5 separate regions of the Mus musculus genome follow, and all the other regions are linked to region 4. A link is a contact called in public Hi-C and HiChIP or PLAC-seq data. All regions are on one chromosome and are shown on one strand. The core of a region is the stretch at or near the end of the contact, and the rest is flanking DNA. Distances in the headings are between cores, read along the strand shown.

What was found. A called contact is a pair of places that touch in the nucleus more often than the background predicts. HiChIP or PLAC-seq counts read pairs in DNA pulled down with a chosen protein or histone mark.
Region 1: an H3K4me3 HiChIP or PLAC-seq map of stem cell-derived neural progenitor cells shows a contact between it and region 4, with 12 read pairs. The contact joins the enhancer-like site here to the promoter of Rnft1 in region 4. A contact is called at or near these places in 8 of 39 promoter capture datasets (the HPC-7 cell line, cranial neural crest, embryonic stem cells and 4 more), 4 of 15 datasets of contacts at CTCF or cohesin (embryonic stem cells, large pre-B cells, pro-B cells and 1 more), 2 of 484 Hi-C or Micro-C datasets (B cells and embryonic stem cells), 8 of 115 datasets of contacts at active chromatin or transcription factors (astrocytes, cardiomyocytes, embryonic stem cells and 3 more) and 1 of 9 other capture datasets (adipose tissue).
Region 2: a Hi-C map of muscle stem cells shows a contact between it and region 4, with 2.5 times the contacts expected there. The contact joins the promoter of Tbx2 here to the promoter of Rnft1 in region 4. A contact is called at or near these places in 8 of 39 promoter capture datasets (3T3-L1-derived adipocytes, the HPC-7 cell line, cranial neural crest and 5 more), 4 of 15 datasets of contacts at CTCF or cohesin (embryonic stem cells, large pre-B cells, pro-B cells and 1 more), 3 of 484 Hi-C or Micro-C datasets (B cells, embryonic stem cells and muscle stem cells), 8 of 115 datasets of contacts at active chromatin or transcription factors (astrocytes, bone marrow-derived macrophages, cardiomyocytes and 3 more) and 1 of 9 other capture datasets (adipose tissue).
Region 3: a Hi-C map of B cells shows a contact between it and region 4, with 7 read pairs. The contact joins the promoter of Tex14 here to the promoter of Rnft1 in region 4. A contact is called at or near these places in 1 of 39 promoter capture datasets (pre-B cells), 1 of 484 Hi-C or Micro-C datasets (B cells) and 1 of 9 other capture datasets (pancreatic islet).
Region 5: an H3K27ac HiChIP or PLAC-seq map of large pre-B cells shows a contact between it and region 4, with 6 times the contacts expected there. The contact joins the enhancer-like site here to the promoter of Rnft1 in region 4. A contact is called at or near these places in 4 of 39 promoter capture datasets (the 3T3-L1 cell line, the C10 cell line, frontonasal cranial neural crest and 1 more), 1 of 15 datasets of contacts at CTCF or cohesin (pro-B cells), 1 of 484 Hi-C or Micro-C datasets (embryonic stem cells) and 2 of 115 datasets of contacts at active chromatin or transcription factors (the NIH/3T3 cell line and large pre-B cells).

The regions. Positions count from the first base shown.
Region 1 is chr11:85,856,012-85,861,028 of GRCm38.p6, reverse strand. No RefSeq gene overlaps it. Among named protein-coding and RNA genes, the nearest start is that of Tbx2, 26 kb to the right of the region's middle. RefSeq lists an enhancer at 775-3,800. Within about 2 kb of position 2,873, at least 24 of the 459 cell types and tissues checked have an H3K27ac peak or open chromatin away from gene starts, as enhancers often do. A contact at or near this core is called in astrocytes and stem cell-derived neural progenitor cells, where this site is marked.
Region 2 is chr11:85,829,340-85,833,959 of GRCm38.p6, reverse strand. It overlaps Tbx2 (T-box 2), which reads right to left and starts at 1,345. Exons shown (of 7, transcript NM_009324.2): 1 at 459-1,345. The coding sequence starts at 853. 2610027K06Rik (RIKEN cDNA 2610027K06 gene) reads left to right here and starts at 1,572. Exons shown (of 5, transcript NR_077059.1): 1 at 1,572-1,792. RefSeq lists a promoter at 820-1,810 and an enhancer at 3,440-3,825.
Region 3 is chr11:87,402,220-87,407,116 of GRCm38.p6, reverse strand. It overlaps Tex14 (testis expressed gene 14), which reads right to left and starts at 2,052. Exons shown (of 31, transcript NM_031386.2): 1 at 1,947-2,052. It overlaps Rad51c (RAD51 paralog C), which reads left to right and starts at 2,611. Exons shown (of 9, transcript NM_053269.4): 1 at 2,611-2,813; 2 at 4,261-4,519. The coding sequence starts at 2,696.
Region 4 is chr11:86,482,531-86,487,201 of GRCm38.p6, reverse strand. Rnft1 (ring finger protein, transmembrane 1) reads right to left here and starts at 2,545. Exons shown (of 9, transcript NM_029788.5): 1 at 2,403-2,545; 2 at 697-1,141; 3 at 470-546. The coding sequence starts at 1,090.
Region 5 is chr11:87,023,863-87,028,847 of GRCm38.p6, reverse strand. No RefSeq gene overlaps it. Among named protein-coding and RNA genes, the nearest start is that of Ypel2, 33 kb to the right of the region's middle. Within about 2 kb of position 2,102, at least 91 of the 459 cell types and tissues checked have an H3K27ac peak or open chromatin away from gene starts, as enhancers often do. A contact at or near this core is called in the NIH/3T3 cell line, where this site is marked.

The DNA of each region.
Region 1 (5,017 bases), core at 1,624-4,123, 630 kb after region 4:
GGCTTGTAGAATGTCCCAAATTCAATCCCTAGTACTCAAGCATGGGGAGGGTAGCTACTGGAAAATCTGAGTACTTGTCCCCCAGCCAAAGCCTGTTGTGCGTCTGCGGTGCTCTCTCCCAGTCTTCGCAGAGGACTTAGCTGCTGACTCTGCAGTGCCCTGGCTAAGGGACACTCTTTCCCTCACCGTCTCTCCATCATCAACACGTCTTCCTTGTGGAGGAGTTTAACTCATGAGAACAAAATGGCTGCCTGCAGTGCAAGAGGTGCCATGGTCCCCTTTATCTCCAGTAAACAAAAGCTAGTTTCCCTAAATACCCATATACTCACCATTCTCATCCCGTGCACTTTCTAGATGAGCCTGGAGTCCTCAGGTCAAGGGAGCAAAAGCTTGGTCAACTCAAAGGATCCCCATGGGAGCCAGTTCTACAGAGCCACTTCCTTGACCTTTGCCCTCTGAAGACAAGGAGGGATGAAGAGGGAGGGCTCTGTTCTAGCTGAGCATGGACTCAGGGTGTGAGTGTTCCCTGAAGGAAATTTAAGTAGCCTGGGCAGCTCTTGGCAGCCAGGGTATGAGGCTATGATTGTGGAGAGAAGAGATGTTGGATTCCTGTTGGTGGAGTGTGGATGCATGACCCTGACCACGCGAAAGGTTCGAAGGTCTCTCTTTGACTTTGGACAATGACCGTGATCTAGGCCAGAGTTGGAGACACAGCCACGCCCTTCCTGACTCTGTTGGTCTAGGGAGGAGCCCAGGTGCTTCAGTTACTGTAACTAGCACCCTGGGCAAGATTGAAAACATGGAGGACACAGTTCAACCTTTGGCTTTGCCATGTCCTCCTCACCTCAGCTCCCCTGACTCTGAGAACTTGGCATGTTCTGCTGCAGTGTTGGCCCTTCTGAGACCACCTGTGTTACCACCACCCCGCTATACCAACCAGAGCTTGCCTTGAACTGTGCTTAATGCATAAGTGTTGGTAAAACGGGTTGTCAGATAGCTTGCCAAATGCTCGTCCTTTTGAAAAGAAAAAAAAATTTTTTTTGTTTGTTTGTTTTTTTGGAGACAAGGGTCTCATGTGTCCCACACTGGCTTCCAACTTACTGTGTGGCTAATAGCCGTGAACTTCTGATTCTCCTGCTTCCACGTTCCAAGTACAGAGATTATGAGCATGTGCCACTGAGCCCAGTTTATATTGTGCTGGGGAATATACCCAGGGTTTTGTATATGCTAAGCAAGCACGTTACCAACTGAAGTGCACCCCCAGTGTTTTATTATAAATAATATGTATGTATAAAATGTTTAGTGGATTTCTGAGTTTGAGCCCAGCCTGGTCTACAAAGTGAGTTCCAGGACAGCCAGGGCTATACAGAGAAACCCTGTCTTGAAAAAAAAACCCTCAAAAAAGTTTATATAATAATAATAATAATGCTTATAAGTATATACATGTGAGTACACTGTCACTATCTTCAGATGCACCAGAAGAGGGCACCGGATCCCATTACAGATGGTTGTGAGCCACCATGTGGTTGCTGAGAATTGAACTCAGAACCTTTGGAAGAGCAGTCAGTGCTCTTAACTGCTGAGCCATCTTTCCAGCCCTTACACCACCAGTTTCAAGTTGATACCAAATGAAAGAAAAATGCAGACACGCCTTCCCAATCATCAGTGTCAATCACCACAATCATGTCCTATTTGTACTGAAATGGCAGGCAGAGTATGCAGAGTCTATGGGTTTACAGGGTTTTTCGTTTTTAATAATAATAATGGCGACACCATTATTTGTGTGTGGTATATGCACATGTTTATGTGTGCACATATGTATGTGTTCATGTGTGTCTACCTTGATCACTACTTTTTTAAAAAAAGATTTATTTATTAACATTGTAGCTGACTTCAGACGCACCAGATGAGGGCATAAGATCTCATTACGGGTGGTTGTGAGCCACAATGTGGTTGCTGGGATTTGAACTCAGGACCTTTGGAAGGGCAGTCAGTGCTCTTACCCGCTGAGCCATCTTGCCAGCCCCCTTGATCACTAACTTACCTTACTCTTTGAGACAGGGTGTCTCAGTGAGCCTGGCATTCATAGACTTAGCTGGATTAGCCAAATGAGCTCTCTGGGTCTGCCTGTCTCTGCCCTCCATTCTCCAGTGCAGAGCTTCAGGTGTGCATTGCCGTGCCCAGCTTTTTCTCCAGTGCAGGGCTTGGGTCTTGACTGACTGAGCCATCTCACCAGCCCCTTCTTCATTTAAAAAATAGCCTTTACTTCAGGTTAACCATATTCATTGGTATCAATTGAATGAGTTTTGAGAAATGTATTACCTGGTATAACCATGATTCCATTGGTGACAGAATATTCCCATCTTCCCCGGGAGCCCCATGTCCCTTTGCTGTCACTCCCTACTTCCCAAATCCCCAGACAGCCTCTGATTTTTGTTGTAGCCTAATTTGCATGTTGGAGAACTTCAGGCAAACAGCCTCACCGTGGTGGTATGTGTTTCTTTGTGTCTGTCTGGTTCCTGAGCACTTCTGCATAATGACTTCAGCTTTCATTCCTCCTTCGGGGCAGAGCTGTCCTTCCCCCCCTGACGTGCAGTATTCCACTGTGCAGAGACACTGAATATTTGTTCATTCACCTGTTGGTGGCCTTCTATAAACATCTGTGTCCCAGTTTTCTTGTGGACCTATATTTTCAATTTTCACAGAATTTTCTAGACCAAGGACCAGGACTGGCACATCAGGAAAAACAAAACAACAGCCCTCCATGAAACTCGCTTAGTAAGTCAATAAATATTCATTAGGACAAGTGGGCGTGAGGCTTGCAGTTCAGGCTACAGAAAGCCAGAACAAAGCCAGCTCTCATCATGGCTGCCTGTGTGGTCAGCCTGGCTGAAGAGCTGCTGCCCTCTGTGGTGGAGCCTGCCTAACCAGGGAGACCACCAGGGAGTCAGGAATCTTCACTTTCCACTCCACCAGCTCCACATTCTGAAGACAGGTGTGAGGGAAAGGTTTTAGTGGCTCCAAAGGAGAGAACCTAAATTACCTAAATTCTCTCTCTCTCTCTGTCTGTCTGTCTGTCTGTCTCTCTCTCTCTCTCTCTCTCTCTCTCTCTCTCTCTCACACACACACACACACACACACACACACACACACACACACACACACCTCTTAAGCCCAAGGTTGGCTTCTCTGAGCATGGGACCTCCCATTGTGGGGAAGGGAGCTATGTGGGCCTAACGGAGAAGGCTGTAAATACAGACTGAGCCTGGGTCCTTTCCTCAGGCACCCAGAACACATCATCAAAATAGGGTGGTGGGAGTCACTTGGCAGCTGGTTATTCTCATGATCTGAAGCTGGGCGCTGAAGGCTCCAACTCACCCACACTCTGCTAAAGACTGAGGGAGGGGCTGGTGAGATGGCTCAGCAGGTAAGAGCACCCGACTGCTCTTCCGAAGGTCCGGAGTTCAAATCCCAGCAACCACATGGTGGCTCACAACCATCCGTAACGAGATCTGACTCCCTCTTCTGGAGTGTCTGAAGACAGCTACAGTGGACTTACTTAAATAATAAATAAATCTTAAAAAAAAAAAAACTTTAAAAAAAAAAAAAAAAGACTGAGGGAGACTCCTTCTACCCCCAGGTGGCTGTTGGCAGCTTCAGCAGGTCTTTGGTTGGCAAAACCATCACTTCCAGCTCTGCCTGTGTCCCCCCAGTGCCTCCTGTGTGTGGGGTCTCTCTTTGTGGCCTTCAAAGGACATTGTCATTAGCTCTGAGGCCCACTTTAATCCCAGGGTGGCGTCACCTTGAGGTCTGTAGTTAGTTATGATCACATCTACAGAAGTCCCTACTTGTAAATAAGGTCACACTCGCAGGTCGTAAGATTTGGGGACACTGGTATTCATTGTGTATCAGTTGGGGACCCTGTATCAATTGTGTTCAAAAGGACACAATTCAACTGATTCCAACAGGAGAGTGAATATGAATGTGGGAAAGATTCTGAAACAGATGTGTCAATAAAAAACCAATATCAAGGCTGAAGGTATAGATCAGTGAGAATTTATGAGGCTGTGCATTCAATCCTCAGCAATACATGAATGCATACACACAGAGACACACACGTATACACACTGATACACAGACATATACATGGACACATACACACAGACACCACCCCCCCCACAGAGTTTCTTCTCAGCAGTTCAAAGGTAGGCTGGGTCCATTTGACAAGGAAGTGTCTCTCAGTCCTTAGCTTTGCTGGGTGTCCTGTTGCCCAGCTGCTGTGTCTAAGAAATTGCCTTCCACTGTTCCCTCAGGTTTTATGTGTTGGAAGCTTTCTCCTCAGAGGCGATTGGAGACATGGTATGGGAACCAGTTGGAGTTTGAAGGGTGAGCCTTGCTTGGGGTCACTGGGGACAGACTCCCAGAAGGGACTAAAGTATTTCTTCTGGGAGACCAATCACAGGTGGGTTGCTTTAAAACCTTGGCTCTAGCCCCTACTCAGCCTCTCTCTCACTTCCTATTGGAGATTTTCCTGTCTTGTATATGTTCCCATCTTGTATATGTCAGCCATGAGGCCTCATGAGAGGTAAGCCAATATCCACACCATTCCCGGTGAACCTTCAAATCTGTGAATTCGGTAAACCTCTTTTCTTTATAAAATTAGCCTGCCTGCGTATTTCATTATAGCAATGAAAACTGGACTGAGCCAACAGTCACTAGGCAGGCCTGTCCTAAAACCACCCCATTGTCTCACTGAGTAGGGTGCACAGAGAGGTGTCTTCTGGTACAAGCACTACCCTGAAGTTCTGGGAAGCTTTGGACTTCATCTTCCTTCAGGGTCTTGGGGAGCTCAGATCTGAAGCTCTCCACTGAGGCAGAAGTTCTGAGACACCAGGCAAGGCCCACAACCTGGACACAAGAAGCTGAGGCAACATTCAGTTTTGAAAATGAGACCAAGGGCAGGACTGAGAGCCTACCTCTGAGGAACTCAGGGACAAGTCAGCCTGAGGGGAGCCCT
Region 2 (4,620 bases), core at 96-2,595, 650 kb after region 4:
CTAGCAGGAGGCGGGATGCTAGTCCCACTATGGACTCCAGTGATCAGAGCGGAGAATCCGGGAAAGATCCCTTTTCTTAGGAACTTCCAGACCGTCCAGGAGACGGAAAAAACAAAAACAAAAACAAAACAAAACAAAACAAAACAAAACAAAAAAAAAACAGTGAGACCGCAAGGGGCTGTGGAGACCCGCCAGAGTCTCCGGGGCTTTGAGACTCAGAACAGTTGGGACTATTCTTTAGGAACGTGTTTTCGTTTTATTTCAATCGAGAGATGTTTGCTTTTCTTTTTCTTTTTTAATTCGCTCCGGAGCCAAACGGAAAAAAAAAAAAGTCAGCTTGCTTGTCTGTGGAAAGGAGTGTGGCGCCAGGGCCGGAGCGGGGGCAATCCGAGAGAGCATCGACCCAGTGGTGGTGGGTGCTGTGCGGTCCCCGAGCCCGCCCGCCCGGCCCGTCCTACCTCCCGGACTTGGTGATGACCATCTCGGTGCCCAGCTTGTGGAACTGGTCCCACAGCTCCTTGGCCTCCAGCGTCACCTTGGGGTCGTCCTCCACCTCGTCCTCGGGTTCCAGGCTCTTGAGCGAGCGCAGATGCGCGGCGGGCGGGTGCGGGCCGAGTGCCGAGACGTGCAGCCCCGCCTCGGCCGCCGCCGCCGCCGCTGCTGCCGCGGCCGCCGCCCCCGCCAGGCCCGGGTCCGGCAGAGGCTTGCCTAGCGCGCCGGGCGGCAGCGCTAGCGCCGGGAAGAAGGAGGGCTGCGCTGCCGCCAGGAAGGCGGACATGGGGAAGTCGGCGGGCCGTGGCGCGTGGAACGGGTGGTAAGCCATGGCGCTGGCTGCCAGCGCCGGCTCTCTCATCGGGACATCCGGCCCAGGCTCCTGGGAGCCGGGGCCGGGGCCGGGGGCGCGCGCCTCGGACCCCCGGCCCGGGCGGCGGCGCGCGCGGAGGACGGACGGCCCGGGCGGCGGGCGCGGCAGCGGCTTCTCCCGGCTCCCCGTCCCGCGCACCTCAAGGGGCGCAGGGCTCTGGACGCGGGGGCGGAGGGGGCGCTGCGCGGGGCTGGGCTGGGCTGGGCTGGGCTGGGCTGGCCGGCTCCGGCGCCGGGGACCACGCGCGACTGGTTAGATCTTGTCCTGATCTCTGGAAAACTGTGACTATCTCACATGTCCTGCCCTGTTCGGATCCCCTGCGCTAACGAGCCAGGCCCCCCTTGATTGCTGATTTTACGCTTTTTGGACCAATTGTGGGTCTCCGGGGGCGGGGTTTTGACAGCTCAGGCCAAGCTCTGGACGGGAGGGGAGGCCAGGGAGAAGGTGTCGGAAGCCTCAGCAGTAAGAAAACATGTCAACAGAATAAAATATTAACCAATGACGGGCCAGCGGGCCCCGAGACCCCTCCCCCTGGCCTGGCCCCCACCTCGCCGCCCGCGCCCGCCGCTGCCTGGGCGAGGGCTGGAAAGCGCAGAGGACCGATCTGACCCGCCGTAAGGGCCTGAGGCAGGGGGCGCCCGGGTCCCGGGGCCTTGGGGAAGGACCCCCTAGCCGCATGCCGGCCCCAAGTGCAAAGCATTGACACGTTCCGGAGAGGAGAGGGGGCGCCCTTTCCCTCCCGCGCCGGGAGGCCCGGCCGCTCTTGCCTGCGACCCAGCCTGGCCTCCCACCCCACTCCCGGTCACCGCCCCGGGTCCATGCACTTCAGAGGGAGGCTGCGGGCACTGGAAAGCGAGGCCGGTGGGCGGGCAAATCAGGAGGCTCGGGCGGCCGAGGTCCCGGAGCCGAATCAGGTGTCCGGAGCCGGTGAGTGGGGAGCCATGGCAGAACCCTGATGGGGCCGGCACGGGCGGGAACGGGACGCCGCCTTGCGCTGGGGAAACGAAGGGTCCCCACCCCCACCTGCTCCTCCCCTCGTAGACTCAGGAACCTGGGGTTCCAGAAGGGCCGGGCATTTAGCCTAAAGAAGGTCTGTGTCAGGTCACTAAGCCAAAACCTTCTGGCGAGTAGGAAAATGGATCCTTGGGACCAGGTAGGTGAGCGCACCTTCTACAGAGCCCAAGGCGGTGCCGCGCTAGTTGATCCTAGAACTCAGATTCTCCACACGCGCCAGAAGGAATTTTCGCCGCATCCGGTACTGGAGATGCAAGCCCATCTATCTCTTCCTAAACTCTGGCATCTTTTCTTCTCAGTCACTTCTCTAGAGATTGTTTCCGTCCCTTGGAAGCTCAAGGCTCCCTAGTTCAGGAAAGCTGAGTAATGCGGATGGGAATCGAGGTGTTTGCCAGCAAGTGTGAACACCCCCTTCGACGATCAGTCTTCGTTATCTCTCTGGCAACAGCCCCAATGCATCTTCCTCTCTCTCTCTCTCTCTCTCTCTCTCTCTCTCTCTCTCTCTCTCTCTCTCTCTCTCTCTCTCTTTCTCTCTCTCTCTCTCTCTCTCTGTGTGTGTGTGTGTGTAAAACCATAATCAGGTGTGCCCAGAGTAAAACGATCATACACTTGCCTGTTTAGGGTTGAGGCTCACACCCTTGTGCTTGTTGGGGAGGGGAAGCAGGGTGTGAACTAGCCACAGTGGATACTCCCACCCTCCCAACCAGTATAAGCGAATTCTGCCGCTCCAGCCCTATGTCCCCGTGGTAGGCACCTACCACGTAAGTGGCCCAGGCAGCTTGCCCCTCCGCTGCATACACCAGGTCTTCAGGCACTTGGTAGCTGACCGCCCAGAAAGGCGTTTAAAAGCTAGTTGCCCCCGGCAGTACGGGGTTGAGACCAGCAGGAGTCGTTTGGCCTCCACGACCTTTTTTCCTATACATCTGAGCCAACACCAGGCGCTTGTAATTCTTCATAACCCTGTGCGCGCCTGCCCCACTGGGTTTTTCTTCAGGACCTTACTCCTAGGTCGCTTTTCTCACTCTTTTCTCTGCCCACAGTGAACCTTCAGCTCTAGCTTCGCGGTGTTCGCAGCCGGTGAGAGATCCATTGCAGCTTTGCACTGCTTCCAATTCAGACAGGATGTGGCTCCTCCAGGAGAGATGTGTCTGAACACACTTGGACAGTTAGTGAGGTGAACAAGAAGTAGTCAGTTCAGCTTTCCGAGTTGGCAGGACATTTGCTAAGTTGTGTGTATGGGGACAGGCACTTTAGTACCTTGTAAAAATGTGTATGTATCGAAGTATGTATTTTGGTCATTTTCCTGGGTAGCATACAGTAGCTGGTCTACCCGTTTAGGCCTGAGAGTTAAAACATGAAGGTCTGAGTTATTGGTCCACGAAATCGGACAGCTGTCGCCCAGTGGCTACATTAGGGGATCTGAATCCCACCTATAGAGCTAAGGACCTGCGACTGGTCAGAGACGTTTTCAGGGCAGGTTGGGTTTCCACCAACAGCTCCAGCCACCCCCCCACCCCCACCCCCATCACGTAGTCACCTGGATGACCTGCTTTAGCCGCTCTTAAGATTCTTTATCGACCCATCCCCAACAAAATTTTCTTAGAATATCCTTGTAGCATCGAAAACTGGTGCTGGGGCGGCCTAAGCAGCCTCTCGAGCGGCGCCTTGCGGCTCGCAACTCCTGCTTCGCCCTACCCCCGCCTGGGTCTACCCCCACTCATCTCCCCTTCCCAGGAACAGGCGCCCCTGGGGGAGTCCCCTGGGCAGAGTGTGCGTGTCTCTTTAAGAGGCCCCGGGGGGCGCCTCGCGGGCCGCCCGGGGCTGGAGGGGGAGGGCACGGACGAGGGCGCCTGGCGCCAGGCGGCCGAGGCTCCACAACAAAGCTCCGGCCCCTGTCACTTCGCATCGGCCGGGACCCGCAGACGGGTGGGGGACGCGCGCTCAGCCGCCCCTCCCTCTCCCAGGCAGTTCTGGGCGGGGGCGTCGGGCAGGCGCTGGCTTCGTGGTCCCAGGCCCCTTTCACGTGGTCTGTAGTCTTAGCTTCCCGCAACAATCAAATCCAGCACCAGTAGCCTGGGCCGGAGGGGACTGCCCTCCCAAGCCTGGCAGGGCTGCCGGGTCCGTCTTTTGGCCGAGTTACATCGAGAATGGTCAAGAGATAAGGCTAAGTCCTCTCTCAAGAGTTGATCTCTAAATAGCATAGGTCCCTGCGGATGTCTGCATGCGTGAAGATTTGCCTGAGCCCTCATAGAATGGATGCGGGAAGGCTGGGGAATGTGTAGTCCTGTGGCAGAGTTGAGTGAGGGCACGTGAGCACCAATAACTGGGTACTAAGCGCGCCTTGACTTATAAATGTGCCCGGGAAAAGCTGGGGTGACATGTGTGGCCCTATGCTTAGGAAAAGTGGTCGGTAGAAGACACTAGGTGCATTCGTTGTTCCCATCCATGGCTTCTCCACCGGACCCGCGCCTTCCAGAGCCTTGGCGCCAGCTAGCCCGGTTAAGCAGTAGGGCTGGGCTCCCCCGCGGTCCTGGGTCTGGCCAGGCTGGGGGCCGCGGCCTCGGTGACCCCAGCCCCCGGCGGCCCAGCCTGTCCCGTCCACTTAAACAAATTGTGGCTGACAGGCTTGCAGTCTCCCTGGAGCCGCTCGCCGGCCGGCTCTCTTCGTCCCAATTACCCAGCGCAGGGTCTGGCCAACAGGCTGGGGTGCGGCAGGCGGCGCGGGAAGAGTGGGCTGCCCG
Region 3 (4,897 bases), core at 803-3,302, 920 kb before region 4:
TTTTATGTGTATTGTTGCTTTGTCTGCATGTATGTCTGTGTGAGGTCGTCCAATCTCCTGGAACTGGAGTTACAGAGTTTTGAGCTGCCATGTGGGTGCTGGGAATTGAACCTGGTCCTCTGGAAGAGCAGCAGATGCTCTTAACCACTGAGCCATCTCTCCAGCCCTATTATCTGTTTTTGTTTTGTTTGTTTGTTTGTTTGTTTGTTTTGAGACATAGTTTCTCTTGTGTAGTCTTGAGTGGCCTCGAACTCAGTTGAGATTAGAGGCGTGTGCTACCTCTGCCTGCCCCTTTTCTCTTTCTCACTACCTTCTCACCTAAGAATCCAACTGCTTTATAAATATTAAGCCCAAATTCTCCCTGGGGAATAACATCTAATAATAACCGAATACTCATATATAAATCCTATGTAAGCTAAACAATGTACTTACATAAACCATATTTTGTCCAGTCCTACCAAGCTTTTTGAGTCACCAAATGGGATAAATACATTCTCCTCCTCCAAGGAGAGACACGGAATTTGGAGCTTGCTCCAGATAGTAAACAGTTTTTTAAGTTTATGTTTCAAGAAAATGGTGCTGTTTTTCCATCCTCATACTTTGAATGACGTGTCTATGCACATTTAAGAGCTGTGACATTCTCTACACTGTTCAAAATGTCGCCACCTTCCTTAGTACTTGAATGACTGATTTGGAGTATTTAAAGCTTCAATTCCTGAATAAAAGTCCAGGCTAAGAATCACTGGCAGGGAGGGGAAAGGTAGTACAGCAGGTAAAGGGCCTGGTTGCCAAGCCTGACAGCCTCAATTCCATCTGTCCCCAATACCACATGGGGGAAGCCGAGAACCAATTTCTCTCACCTCCAGTCTAGTAATGTGGCCTGTGTGTCACACACAAACACAAAAGAAATGTAATAATAAAGAGTCGTTGCTTTAGCTGAGCATTGGTGGCACTGACCTTTCTTTTGTTTTGGGGGTGGGGGGTTCCAGACGGGGTTTCTCTGTGTAGCCCTGGCTGACCTCAAACTCAGAAATCCACCTGCCTCTGCCTCCCAAGGGCTGGGATTAAAGGCGTGCACCACCACTGCCCGGCTTTTTTTGGGGGTAGGGGGTGGGGGTGGGGAGGTCGCTGGCCTTTCTAATCCCAGTACTCAGGAGGCAGAGGCAGATGAATCTCTGTGACTTCGAGGAGAGCCTGCTCTACAGAGTCAGTTTTGGGAGAGCCACGAAAGAAACCTACACAAAGAGGTTGTCTTGAAAACCCACAAGTTAAAAAAAGAAAAGAAAAGAACCCGGTGTGGTGTCGCACACCTTTGATCCCAGCACTCAAGAGGCAGAGGCAGGCAGATTTCTGAGTTCGAGGCCAGCCTGATCTACAGAGTGAGTTTCAGGACAGCCAGGGCTACATAGAGAAACCCTGTATCGAAAAACCAAAAAGAAAAGAAAAAAAGAAAGAAGAAGTTGTTGTCAATAAGTAGTGCAAAAGCAGGGAGAGTCGCGTATTCCTATATCCCATAATTTAGAAAGTTTAGATGCTGTCTTCAAAAAAAATGCTAGATTTTTTTTTTTTTTTGAAATGTGAGGTAGGTATGACACACTTTTTTTGGTTTTGTTTTGTAGCTCTGGCTGTCCTGAAACTCACTCTGTAGACCATGCTGTCCTCGAACTCAGAAATCCGCCTGCCTCTGCCTCCCGACTGCTGGGATTAAAGGCGTGCTGCCACCACTGCCCGGCACGACACACTTTTTTTTTATATCATCTTCCGTATTTCTTGGGCCTTTAAAGCCACCTTCCAAACTGCCAATCTCCCCAAAAGTTCTGATGTGGAAGCAGTCACTCCCGCTCCGTCAACATCCCCGGTCAACTCTACTAAAGAGGTCCAGCTCCTCCCTCGGGACACCAGAGGCCCAGGCTAGACCACGAGACGACAAGGACACGATAGCTTACTTTTCCAGCTACTTCTTACTCTAGGCAGGCCTGCCGACATGAATGCTCAGAAACCGCCACACTCTGAGGGAGCTCCGGAGTCCCGGGGTCACCCACCGGAAGCTGTGCGTGCGTGCGTGAGCGGGCGAGTGCGTGGACGCGCGCGTGGGCGCCAACCACTCCCTACCGCAGCCCCCCAAAGTGGGAGGCTGGCCCACAATCCCCCGCGAGGGCGGGAAAAGCAAGGGGTCGCCTGGCAAGGGTCAGGGGACACACAACAGACCTCCTACAAGGGTTTTTTGAATTTTTCACAGCAGGAAACTGCCAACTGGTCAGTTTCTGGTTGCTGCGTCTACTACAACTTCCATCCAGGAGGATGGATTCTTGAGGAACCCGTGAAAGAGGGCAGAGCATGGTGAGGAAATATGCTGTACAGGGTTCACTTGGCCTGGCTACCGTCTCCGCGTCTCCGGCCTCTTTTTTTGTTTTTGTGTTCACTGTCAGGCTATATCCGAAACGTGACTCGGACGAGTGAAACTAGAAGACAACCTTACATGAAACCAGTGTGTGGGATTTCCTCAGCAGCAGCAAGGCCTCGTGAGTCTAGGCCGCGCGAGCCCCGCCCCTTACGCCGCGCGTGTGACGTCACGCCACTGACCCTCCCCCGCGGGAGGGCGGGGTTTGGGTTTCCAGCGCTTTCGCGCCTCTTGCTCTACGTCACTGCGTGCGTAGCCGCCGAGCTCTCAAAAAAAAAAAAAAAAAAAAAAAAAATGCAGCGGGAGTTGGTGGGTTATCCGCTGTCTCCAGCGGTGCGCGGGAAGCTGGTGGCTGCGGGGTTTCAGACGGCGGAGGACGTCCTAGAGGTGAAGCCCTCCGAGCTCAGCAAAGGTAACGACTCCCAGCTGCCAGCTGATGCACCGCGGCCGCTTGGCGCCGCCTCCGTCTTCGTTCCGCCGCCTCCGCCAAGCCGATCTTTTGACACCGCTGAAATTCTCTTGAGCTTGGAACTGTGTGGAGCAACGTTTACTGATTGCTTTCTCCGTGCTCGCTGGATGCTTTGAGGAGTGCCTCACTTAATGGTTTAAGGAAGGCTCCTCTTGGACCAGGGTGTCCAATCTGTAGATGAAAGAACCGACTTCTCATCTTGAGGTTTCATGATAAACTGGGTTGGGAAACAATCACAAGCCATGTAATTCTCCTTGGTCAAAGATCCTGGGGGGCGGGGGGGGGGAATTGAAGTTGAAAAATAAAGGATTAGAGAAGGACTAGAGATATTTCAGTGAGAAAAGCAATAGAACATTCCCTTAGACCAGGAGAAAGCTCTAGAAAGACGTTCGTGATTCACAGGAATACTGCCTCCCCCCCCCCCCCGCCCTGGCCCCCGACTTTTCTCAGAGTTCTTTAGGTTACAGATAAGTGGGAATCACAACCGGGCAGTGGTGGCGCACGCCTTTAATCCCAGCACTTGGGAGGCAGAGGCAGGTGAATTTCTGAGTTCGAGGCTAGCCTGGTCTACAGAGTGAGTTCTAGGACAGCCAGGGCTACACAGAGAAACCCAGTCTCAAAAAACAAAACAAAAAAACCAAAGTGGGGACCACTGCATCCTTAATGTTCACAAATCCAAACTTCGTTGTAGTCACCCACTGTGCCAGTAATACTATGCACATCTCTTTGATGGTGATCAAAGAGGACAGAATGGAATCTGGTTTGATTTTTGTTTAAGTGTTGTGTATTGAACTCATGGCTTTGCCAATGTTAAACACTACCACAGAGCTATACCCCTAGTCTAATTTTACATCCCAGCGATGATGCTAACAGAGTAGTAGCAGAATGGGTAGAGCACTAACTAGCTATGTATGCCCAAGGCCCTGGTTTTGATTCCCCAACTGCTAAATAACTAAATAATTGGATAATTCATTTCTGTGTTAGACTTTTGTTTGTTTCAAGAAAAGGTTTGGGGGCTGGAGAGATGGCTCAGCGGTTAAGAGCACTGACTGCTCTTCCCGAGGTCCTGCGTTCAATTCCCAGCAACCACATAGTGGCTCACAACCATCTGTAATGGTATCCGATGCCCCCTTCTGGTGTGTCTGAAGACAGCTACATGTACTCACGTATATAAAATAAAAATAAATCTTTTTAAAAAAGAGAGAGAGAGAAAAGGAAAGAAAAAGGTTTCTCAGTGTAGTCCTGACTGTCCTGGAACTCGATCTGTAGACCATGCTGGCCTGCCTGATTTCCTAGTGCTGGCATTAAAGGCATGGGCCCCCATGCCAGGCTCTGAGTTATACTTTTAATTCTCTAATGTCAGGTTTTCTTTTTCTTATTTTATTTATAGAAGTTGGGATATCTAAAGAGGAAGCCTTGGAAACTCTACAAATTCTAAGAAGAGAATGTCTCACAAATAAACCAAGATGTGCCGGTACATCTGTGGCAAACGAGAAGTGCACAGCACTGGAACTTCTCGAGCAAGAGCATACCCAGGGCTTCATAATCACCTTCTGTTCAGCACTCGATAACATTCTTGGGGGTGGAATACCCCTAATGAAGACGACAGAAGTTTGTGGTGTACCAGGTGTTGGAAAAACACAGTTATGGTAAAATAGGACGTTCCCTGCTTACGGGTGGACTTAATGTAACAAACAGAATATTCTGCTGTGAGTTTGTAGTCAGGAAACCAAGAAGCATACAGTACTACTTTGTATGTGTTCACATCAAACAATCAGCTTACCATCATATTATCCAGGATCCCTGTCTTCTTGATGAAGTTTTGATATCAAAAATGTTTCTTTCATAATATTGCCTGGTCACTAAACGTATACACTCCTAATTAATTGGCTTCTGAGATATATTTGTCAGATGTTTTAAAGTTGATTTATATATGATAAAGAAGAGTTCTGAATCATGTTTGGTGACATACTCATAATCTCAACACTCAGGATACGAACGCAGGAGTGCTATGAAATAGAGGATGG
Region 4 (4,671 bases), core at 1,296-3,795:
ACACAGTGTGGTCTAAGTCTCTTAACCCTCCTGTCTAGGTTTGTTTTGTTTCCTTTTTTTAGGAACCAAACAACTTAAGTAAGGTTAGTTGTTTGGTTCCTAAAAATTGCTTAGTTACGCATTAGGACAGGGAACTTAAGCCGGGTGTGGTAGCGCATGCCTTTAATCCCGGCACTTGGAAGGCAGAGGCAGAGGCAGAGGCAGGCGGATTTCTGAGTTCGAGGCCAGCCTGGTTTACAAAGTGAGTTCCAGGACAGCCAGGGCTACACAGAGAAACCCTGTCTCGAAAAACCAAAAAAAAAAAAAAGGACAGGGTACTTATTTAGAAAATAAAACAAAGCATGTGGTGGCCATCACAATGTATCCTGTTGTTTCCTACTCCTCTGGAAAGTAACTTATATTTCTCTCAAAGTTATCTCTAATTCTGTAGAGAGAAAGAGTTAATGATTTAGTTGCTTGTCATACTTACTCTTAGAAAAACCTGATTTACAATGCTTTTGTTTGCATACATAAAAGTTGTTAGCAGCCCAATTCCAAGAGAAATTCCTGTTAGAAAATAAGTTCTAGTTAATTGAAAGAAAAGAAAAAAAACCAACAAGATTATATATACTGATATAATTTTTAAAAGCTAGCAACCAAAATATGTTAAAATTATTAATAAAATGGGAAACTTAATTCAGCAGTTTTATTTCCTACCTGTTATATGCTGCATAACAAGTTTAATACCCAGAATTAAAATATAAGGAAGACTTTTTTGCAACCACTTGAAGAGATAGCGGAATTCTGAGAAGGAGCCACTTCCATGTTCCCCAGACTCTGTAGCAAAGTCATCAGGTGGTCTTGCTTCACTGTGGGAGTAACTCCGGAAACGACCATGCACACATCCATGGGCACAAGTACAGACGCCTGACCTGGGATTTCTAGAGCTTGGATTTTCAGAATATTCTTTTGGTCCGGAGTTTATTTGGATATGTACATCCCCAGGGTGAAGGGAACCTTCTGTTGATCTTGAATGACCACACGGGGAGGCTGCAGCATCTTCATGTGCAGTGCCCGGAGGATCATGCAGTTGGTTACAGCTGGCTTGCATGGCCCTTGAGTATTTTCTCTCTAAAATGTCTTTGCTTCAGGACTCTTTCTCCTTAAAAGTAAAATCAAAGAGCAGAAAGCATTCTAAGTTAATCACAAGCAGTGCATCGGTTCATTAGGTGTCCTTTGTTCACTAAAGGGGCAGTTGACAGTCACAGACAAGTTTCAGGTCCTTCAATCTTTGCAACTGTCAAAGCTCTGCTGCCCTGCCCCACTCCAACCTCGAAGTCCAACTTGGCAAACCAAGAGTTTTGAACCAGGGGCTACTTAAAGTACAAAGCACTGCAGATGTCTTGATTTTTCAAATGTGCCAAAAGACATCAGCAAAGAGTCAAAGGGGTGCCCAGCAGATACCACAGTGAATAGCAGCACTAATGCTGAATAAGTTGGCTCATGTACTCTGAGGCAGAGTCCACATCAGGAAGTTTGCTAAGGGTGGGTGAGATGGCTGGGTAAGTCAAGACCTTTAATTTGAGTTAAATCCCCTAAACTCATATGGTGGAAGCAATGAACTGACTCCCACAAGTCCTCTGACACACACACTAAATAAATACAATAGATTTTTTTTTACAGATTCATTAATGTTTAGAAGGAAAAAAATCAGTGCCTTAATTAAGCATCAACAAAGATAATAAACACTTCATTTTATGCTGAAACAGCTTCCACAAAGCTAATAAGGTTTTCAGTAATTAATGGTGCCACCGAGAATATTGCTTCTCCTTCCAAAAGAATGTTAGTCAAATGCCTTTGAAAGAGGACCCTTAGGGGGAGTCATCACGTAATTGCTAAGTGATGCTTTAGTCTAAATAAGGAGTTAGCCTCCCGAATAAAAATGCCACCATCGGCTTGGTTAGGGGTGTCAGAAGAGAGGCTGTGGGCAGGGCAAGATCCCTACGTGATCCAGTGTGGATCTCGGACCAGGGTGCCAGAATCGTGCTGTCGCCCGACGAAACGCAGAGCCCACCGCCGGGCCTCTCCCGTTTCCCCCGCGATGGAGCTAGCTGCGGCGGAGGCTGGCTGGCTGAAACCGTGCAGTTACTGTGTGACGTTTCGAAGAGGCTCGGAAGCCACAGCGGCTCTATCGCCTCACTCTCTGAAGAGCGACTTGGGACAGGACAGTTTGTGTCTCTGCTATTAAAAAAGAAACACAAAACCTGCCCTCCTTCATACATAAACAAGAAAAGGGGAAAGGGAGAAAGAAAAGTCAACGCCAACTCTTCCGGAATCCGCGAGGACAGAGTTCTCCACCCACGTCCGAGCTTCGGCTCTTCTCCCCGGAAACCCTCCGCCTCACCCCCTTCCCCAGGCCTGACCTCTCATGACCAGGAGCGGGCGGCCTCGGCAGCCACAATACCAACAGCCCGACACGCGGCCGCAAGCCCTTCTCGCCAAGCCTTCAGCCTCGGACGCCACCAGCAGCGCTCGGCCTGGCCCCGCGGCGGCGCGCGCGCTCCCTAGACGTCGTCACGCGCGGCCCGCCTTCGCCGGGCCACGCCCTCGCCCAGTGGAAGAAGGAGCCTCTAGGCCCCGCCCCGCGCTCATCCCGGCCCCGCCCTTCCCAGCAGAGAAGGGAACCTTTAGGCCCTGTCCCGAGTCCCTAGCCCCGCCTTCACTGGGAGGAGGAGGAGGAGGGCGCATCTAGGCCCCGCCCTGAACATCGTAGACCCGCCCTGTCGCCCTGTGGCCCTGTTGGTGATGTTATACGAGTGGCGTAGTGGCGGACGTGTGTGCTAATTAAGTCTGCGTGGCTGTCACGTCTTGCGTGTATTAGTGATCAGTCACACGCTTCGGAGTCCTTCAGTACTTGAGGTTGAAAATGGGTAGGTCCAGGAACCTGCTCGGCAGCGGGCTGCGTACCGGGAGCCGCGATCTGGCTTCCGGCTGCGTGTTGCTAGCTACGCCAGACCCGCTGGGCTGCCTGGGCAGAGAGGTTGTGTGACCTGGATTCGGGTTCCAAGCCTGAAGTTGAACAGTGTGCCCTAGTTCGTGCCAGAACCGGGTGCCAGAACTGGATATCAGACGCGCCAGGAAGTTTGTGAGGCCCTGGAAGTAGATTTAGAAAACCCCGTGTTGGCGAGCAGGGAACTCGACTTCTAAAATAAAGGCTACTAAAGGGGAAAAAAGATACTACAAGGAAAAAAAAAAAAAACACAGTTCTGGAAAATCTAGGACATCATATGTATAACAGGATTCCTATGATTCTTGAAATTAAGTATTTCATCGGAGGCTGACGTGACTAGGCAAAAGTCTGGCGTTTTGCACACACTTGGCTTTTTGCAGAGACACTTCTGAGTTACGTGTCCAGTAATTTTGTCTTTCTACCTGACTTAAACCTTTCAAATACCTTGTCAAAATCTCCTTAGCCATGAAATTTTGTCTTCCTTTCATAGTAGTATAACTGAATCTACTGGTTTTAGCCTCAGCCCTTCATTCATCTTGAGACTATTCTTAAATTTCTCTCAAGTCAAAAAGCACTTTAAAAAATCCCAATGCTCTTTTGGATCTGCTTCTCTCTGTGACCAGCACATTAGCACTCTCTTTTTTTAAGACTTGGTCCCAAGTAGAACAGGCCTATTTGTGCCTGTGCGTGATGGTGACAGGTAGTGCCTGAACTGGTACGACAGAGGACACTTTTGGGAAATTTTCTCTCCTACCTTTATTTGGGTTCCAGGGAGCCAACTGAGACTGCAAATTTTGTGCACAGCAGAGATCCTATGTGAGTAGTTTTATTTTAAACTAAAATGAACGTATGATAAGCATTAGTGGCTCATGATTGTAATCCTAGAATTTTGAAGACTAAGACAGAAAGATGCTGTGAGTTCCAGGCCAATCTATGATACAGAGTAAAACTCTTTTTTTTTTTTTTTAAAGATTTATTTATTTATTATATGTAAGTACACTGTAGCTGTCTTCAGACACTCCAGAAGAGGGCATCAGATCTTGTTACAGATGGTTGTGAGCCACCACGTGGTTGCTGGGATTTGAACTCTGGACCTTCGGAAGAGCAGTCGGGTGCTCTTACCCACTGAGCCATCTCACCAGCCCCAGAGTAAAACTCTAAATCTCAAAAAATAACATAAATGCAAATTTAGGCAGCAGGAAAATCATGAAATGTCACATAATCACGCCCCAACGACAGCAGAACAACAGTTTGTAAACTTAATATACCTAATGTTCAAATTCCCATTTTATTTTTTTATGTATTTATTTTAGATTCATTTAGTATGTATACAACGTTCTCCCTGTATATATGCCTGCACACCAGAAGAAGGCACCAGATCTCATTACAGATGGTTGTGAGCCACCACATGGTTGCTGGGAATTGAACTCAGGACTTCTGGAAGAGCAGCCAGTGCTGTTAACCTCTGAGCCATCTCTCCAGCCCCAAATTCCCATTTTAACAATATAACACACTGAAGGCATATCAGTACATACTGGAAATTTATTAGTACATTTTATTCAAATACCTTGACTAAACAGTCACAGATTTGAAAGAGAGCACTTGAGATGAGCTTTGATTTCTGGGATAAGATTTCTTTTCACTCGAATCCGGAATATTAGAAACGGCGTTTTCATTCTAAT
Region 5 (4,985 bases), core at 853-3,352, 540 kb before region 4:
TCACTTTTACATATTCTCTCATGTGTTTCCTGAAATCACCGGACAGAGTAGTTGGCCTTATCCAAAAATTCCTAATTTTTTTTAACATAGTAACTGGACTTCAGATGAAATTCTCAAAGATAATTTATAAGACCACCTGGCTCTAAGTGGAAGCTTAGTTAGGGTCCTCTACCACTTCTTAGGTTCTCATTTATTTTGTTTTATGTGTATAAATGTTTGCCTGTGTGTGTGTGTGTGTGTGTGTGTGTGTGTGTGTGTGTTTGTGCCTGGTACTAGAGAAAGCCAGCAGAGGGCATTGGATCTCTCGGGATTGGAGTTACAGGCCATTGTGAGTGTTGGGAACCCAGGTCCTCTAGGAGAGCAGAGAGTGCTCAGAACAGCTGAGTCACCTCTCTAGCCCCATGCTTGGATCTTCTCAGTCTTTTCATGAACTGTGGTTTTTCTTACTTATCTGTAGTTGACCATTCAACAATAACAGAGTACAGAAAGGCAGGCAGATAGCGGGGTTTAATTTGTTTCTGTGTCGTTGTTTGTTTTGTTAATGGTGGGATGAGGTGAGGTCTCACTCTGTAGCTCTGGCTGGCCTGGCACTTGCTCTGTATCCCAGGCTACCATTGAATTTGTAGCATTCCTCTTGACTCCATCCTGAGTGCTTGAAATACAGGTGTATGCCACCACATTCGACTTGCAATACTGTCCTATCCTATGAAAAGTCCCCAATTTGAGTTGAAAAGGGGACCACCCCTGTGTGTCAAATGTACTTGCTAGTCTCTGATGATTCTTTGACTTTTTCTTTTTAATTTGCATTGGTGTTTTGCCTGCATGTATGCCTCTTCGAGGATGTCAGATTTCCTGGAACTGGAGTTACAGAAGTTATGAGCTGTCATGTAGGTGCTGGGAATTGACCCTGGGTCTTCTGGAAGAGCAGTCAGTGCTCCCAACTTCTGAGCCATCTCTCCGTTTTTGTTTTTAAATGAAGAAAGAGAATCTTAAGACCAAAAAACAAGCCGGGCGTGGTGGCGCATGCCTTTAATCCCAGCACTCGGGAGGCAGAGGCAGGTGGATTTCTGAGTTCGAGGCCAGCCTGGTCTACAAAGTGAGTTCCAGGACAGCCCGGGATATACAGAGAAACCCTGTCTCAAAAAAAACAAAACAAAACCAAAAAAAAAAAAAAAAAAAGACCAAAAAATAATGCCAGGGATGGTGGCTCAAACCCATAATTCCAATATTTGGGACACTGGGGTAGAAGAATTGTCATAGGTTTGAAGGCAACCTGGGCTACACAATTAGCCTTAGACTAGCCTTGGCTACACAGTAAGATCCTATTCCAAAAATAAAAACAAGACCATTAAAAAAAAAAAAAGCCAAAAACATTAAGCTGGGCAGTGGTGGCACACGCCTTTAATCCCAGCACTGTGGAGGCAGAGGCAGGCAGATTTCAGAGTTTGAGGCCAGCCTGGTCTACAAAGTGAGTTCCAGGACAGCCAGGGCTACACAGAGAAACCCTTTCTCAAAAACAAAAAACAAAAAAAACAAACAAAACAAAACAAAACAAAAAACACATGAATTTTATGTTTGTTTTTGCTTGTTTAGACAGGGTTTCTCTGTGTTGTCCTGGCTGCTCTGGAACTTGTTCTGTAGACAAGGTTGGCCTCAAACACAGAGATCTGCCTCTGTCCCTGCCCCTGCCTCGTCCCTCCATGTGCTAAGATGTCCCACTATGTCTGGCTAAACGTCTGTGAATCTTAACACTTAGAACTGGCATGTTACTTTTTTAAGAATTAAATTTATTTTCTTTCATGTATACAAATGCTTGTCTGCATGTGCCTGGTGCCCTTGGAGTCAGAAGAGAGCACCATACCCTCTGGACCTGGAGTTACAGAGAGCTGTGACAGTGTTTGTGAGCCACTATGGAACTATCCTTGAGACCAGAAAGAGTGAGGTTAGTGTTTATTCTCCGAGGCCTCTCTCTTGGATTACTTTGGGCTAACGTCCTGTGCCAGAAGGACAAGCTTATTTGGAGACATCTGTGTGCCCAGGGCAGCCTTCCTCTTAGGTTCTAGTAGCAAGCAATGTCCTCCACTCGGAGGTGAGGGCCACTGTTCCTGCTTGAGCTTGAGGTTCCTCCACGCCCATGCAAATGACCTCCTGTTAAACAACTGTCACCATGCCTACTTGCCTATGTCTTCATTTCCTGCTTGTTCTCTGGCCAACTCATCTGGGAAGTTAGCCAAAAGAAATGTCCCTGGATATTTTTCTTGCTCTTTCTTTTCCTTCCTTCTCTTCCTTTCTTACCCTGCCCTCCTCTCCTTCCTTCCCTTCTCCCTCATCTCTTTCTTTTCTCTCTCTCTTTCTCTCTTGACCCAAGCCTGGCCTTGTACTCCTGATCCTCTCCCTCTATTTCCCAAGCAATGGGAGTACAGGCATGCTCTTCCACCCCTGGTATTTATAAGGAGCTGGGAATCCGATACATGGCAGAGTGATGGGGTGGTAGGATGCTAGGCCAGCATGTGAGAGGCCCTAAATTCAATCTCTAGTACTTACAAACAATCTAAAGAAGGAAAGCAAACAAAGTTGGCAACAGGCTTGACGAATCCCTGAGCAGGTAAAACCAGCTAGTCTTCGGGCCGCCTAACGTGATCTCAACCTTTTGTGATTTGCAAACATGGTCAGCTCTTATTAATGCTGTAAAAAGGAAAAGGGCAGAAATTGCCTAGCATGGCGGCACATGCCTTTAATCTCAGCATTCAGGAGGAGGGGCAGGTGGATCTGTGTGAGAGTAAGGGTAGCCTGGTCTACAGAGTGAGTTCTAGGACAGCCTGGTCTAAAGAGTGATTTCTGGAACAATCAGGGCTACACAGAGAATCTCTGTTTTGAAAAACAAAAACAAAACAAAACAATTTAAACAAACAAACAAACAAAGGCAGAAGCAGAAACTGTGCCTCACATATATAAATAATCCTGGCACTCTGGAAGTCTGAAGCAGGAGGATTTCTACAAGTTTGAGGGCAGTCTGGGTTACATGGTGAGTTTGAGACCAGCATAGCAATGTTTCAGGTGAGTTTGAGTTACATAGTAATATTCTGTCTCAAGGAAATAAGTGTAAGTATACCTTAAATAAAAATTTAAAATTAAAAATAAAATAATAAAAAGTTTACCAGTAGTGAAGCAGTAATTCTTAGTACTAACATAATGTCCTCGGGTGTGCTGCCAATGTTCCTTGCAAATGTTCTTCCCAGCCCCTCCTCCTCCACAGAGCATCCTCTTCCCTTTTGGTCGGGCACATGACTATAAGTCATCATTTTGTAGGCCATGTGATTCTGAAATAAACATTTAGAAACCATCTGGAATTACAAGGATTTCCCAATCCTGGGAAAGTGAGGCAGGAAGATGATGAATTTAAAACCAGCTTTACTTGAAGAGCGAATTCAAAGTCAGATGTGCCTATGTGGGTCCCTGCCTCAAAAAGCCAAAATGAGGGCTGGGGAGACAGACAGCTCAGGAGAGGGCTGGGGAGACAGCTCAGGAGAGGGCTGGGGAAACAGACAGCTCAGGAGAGGGCTGGGGAGACAGCTCAGGAGAGGGCTGGGGAGACAGCTCAGGAGAGCACCTGAGTTCAATCCCTGGAACTCAAGTGAAAAAGAAAAAAATCAAGGCTATTTGACCACCCTGTAACCCCAGCACTGGGAGGCTGAGACAGGAGGAGCCCTATGGCCAGTCAGTCTACCCTAATTGTAAGCTCCAGGCCAATGAAGAGACCCTGTCTTAAAAAGTAAGGTGGGGTCTGGGGAGATGGCACAACAGTTATGAGTGTGTGTGTGTGTGTGTGTGTGTGTGTGTGTGTGTGTGCACATATATGTGCAGATGTGTGTGCCTGTCCTTGCATGTAGAGGGCAGGAAAAGTGTTGGAAGTTTTTCTCTTCAGTCCTTTAAGGCAGCTCCCATTCCTGAACACTTGGAGTTTATGTTCTAGGATAGGCTAAAGGGCAGCCAGTCCCAGGAATCCTCCTGCTTCTACCTCCCTAGCAGATAACTTTGAGCACATGCTTGTAGTTGCAGTGTCTAGAAGGCAGATGCAAGAAGATGGCAAGTTCAAGGCCAGCATGAGCTATATAGAAAAATCGTGCATGTGCACACGCACACACACATACATGCACACGCTCACACACACACAATCTTATACTTACAATCTCATATACACACACACAAAATCTCTCTTGTTTGTTTGTTTGTTTGTTTGTTTTGTTTGTTTCAAGACAGGGTTTCTCTGTGCAGCCCTGGCTGTCCTGGAACTCAGACTGGCCTGGAACTCAGAAATCTGCCTGCCTCTGCCTCCCAAGTGCTGGGATTAAAGGCATGCACCACAACTGCCCAGCCACACACAACACACACACAGTCAACACATATAAGCACACACACAATCTCTCACATACACACTCTTTCTCTCATACACATTCACACACATGTACACACTCATACACACACACACACACACACACACACACACACACACACACACACAGTTTTAGAGATAACTGTGCTGGTTACTTTTTTTTTGTTTGTTTGTTTGTTTTGTTTTTTCGAGACAGGGTTTCTCTGTGTAGCCCTGGCTATCCTGGAACTCACTTTGTAGACCAGGCTGGCCTGGAACTCAGAAATTCACCTGTTTCTGCCTCCTAAATGCTGGGATTAAAGGTGTGTACCACCACACCCGGCTGCTGGTTATTTTCTTGTAGCTGCTACAAAAGTACTTGACAGAGGCCAGCCTGGTAGCTCAGCAGATAAGGGTGCCTTGTCACCAAGGCTGACAGCATGAGCTCCATCATGAAGACACACATAGTGGAAGGAAAGGGTTGTCCTCTGACCTCCATGCACAGACAAACAAAATGCAATAAATTAATAAAAAATGTAATAAATGTAATAAAAATTTTAAAGACCTGGTAAAAAATAATTTAGGGTGCATTTGGGCTCAAAGTTTGCGGTGT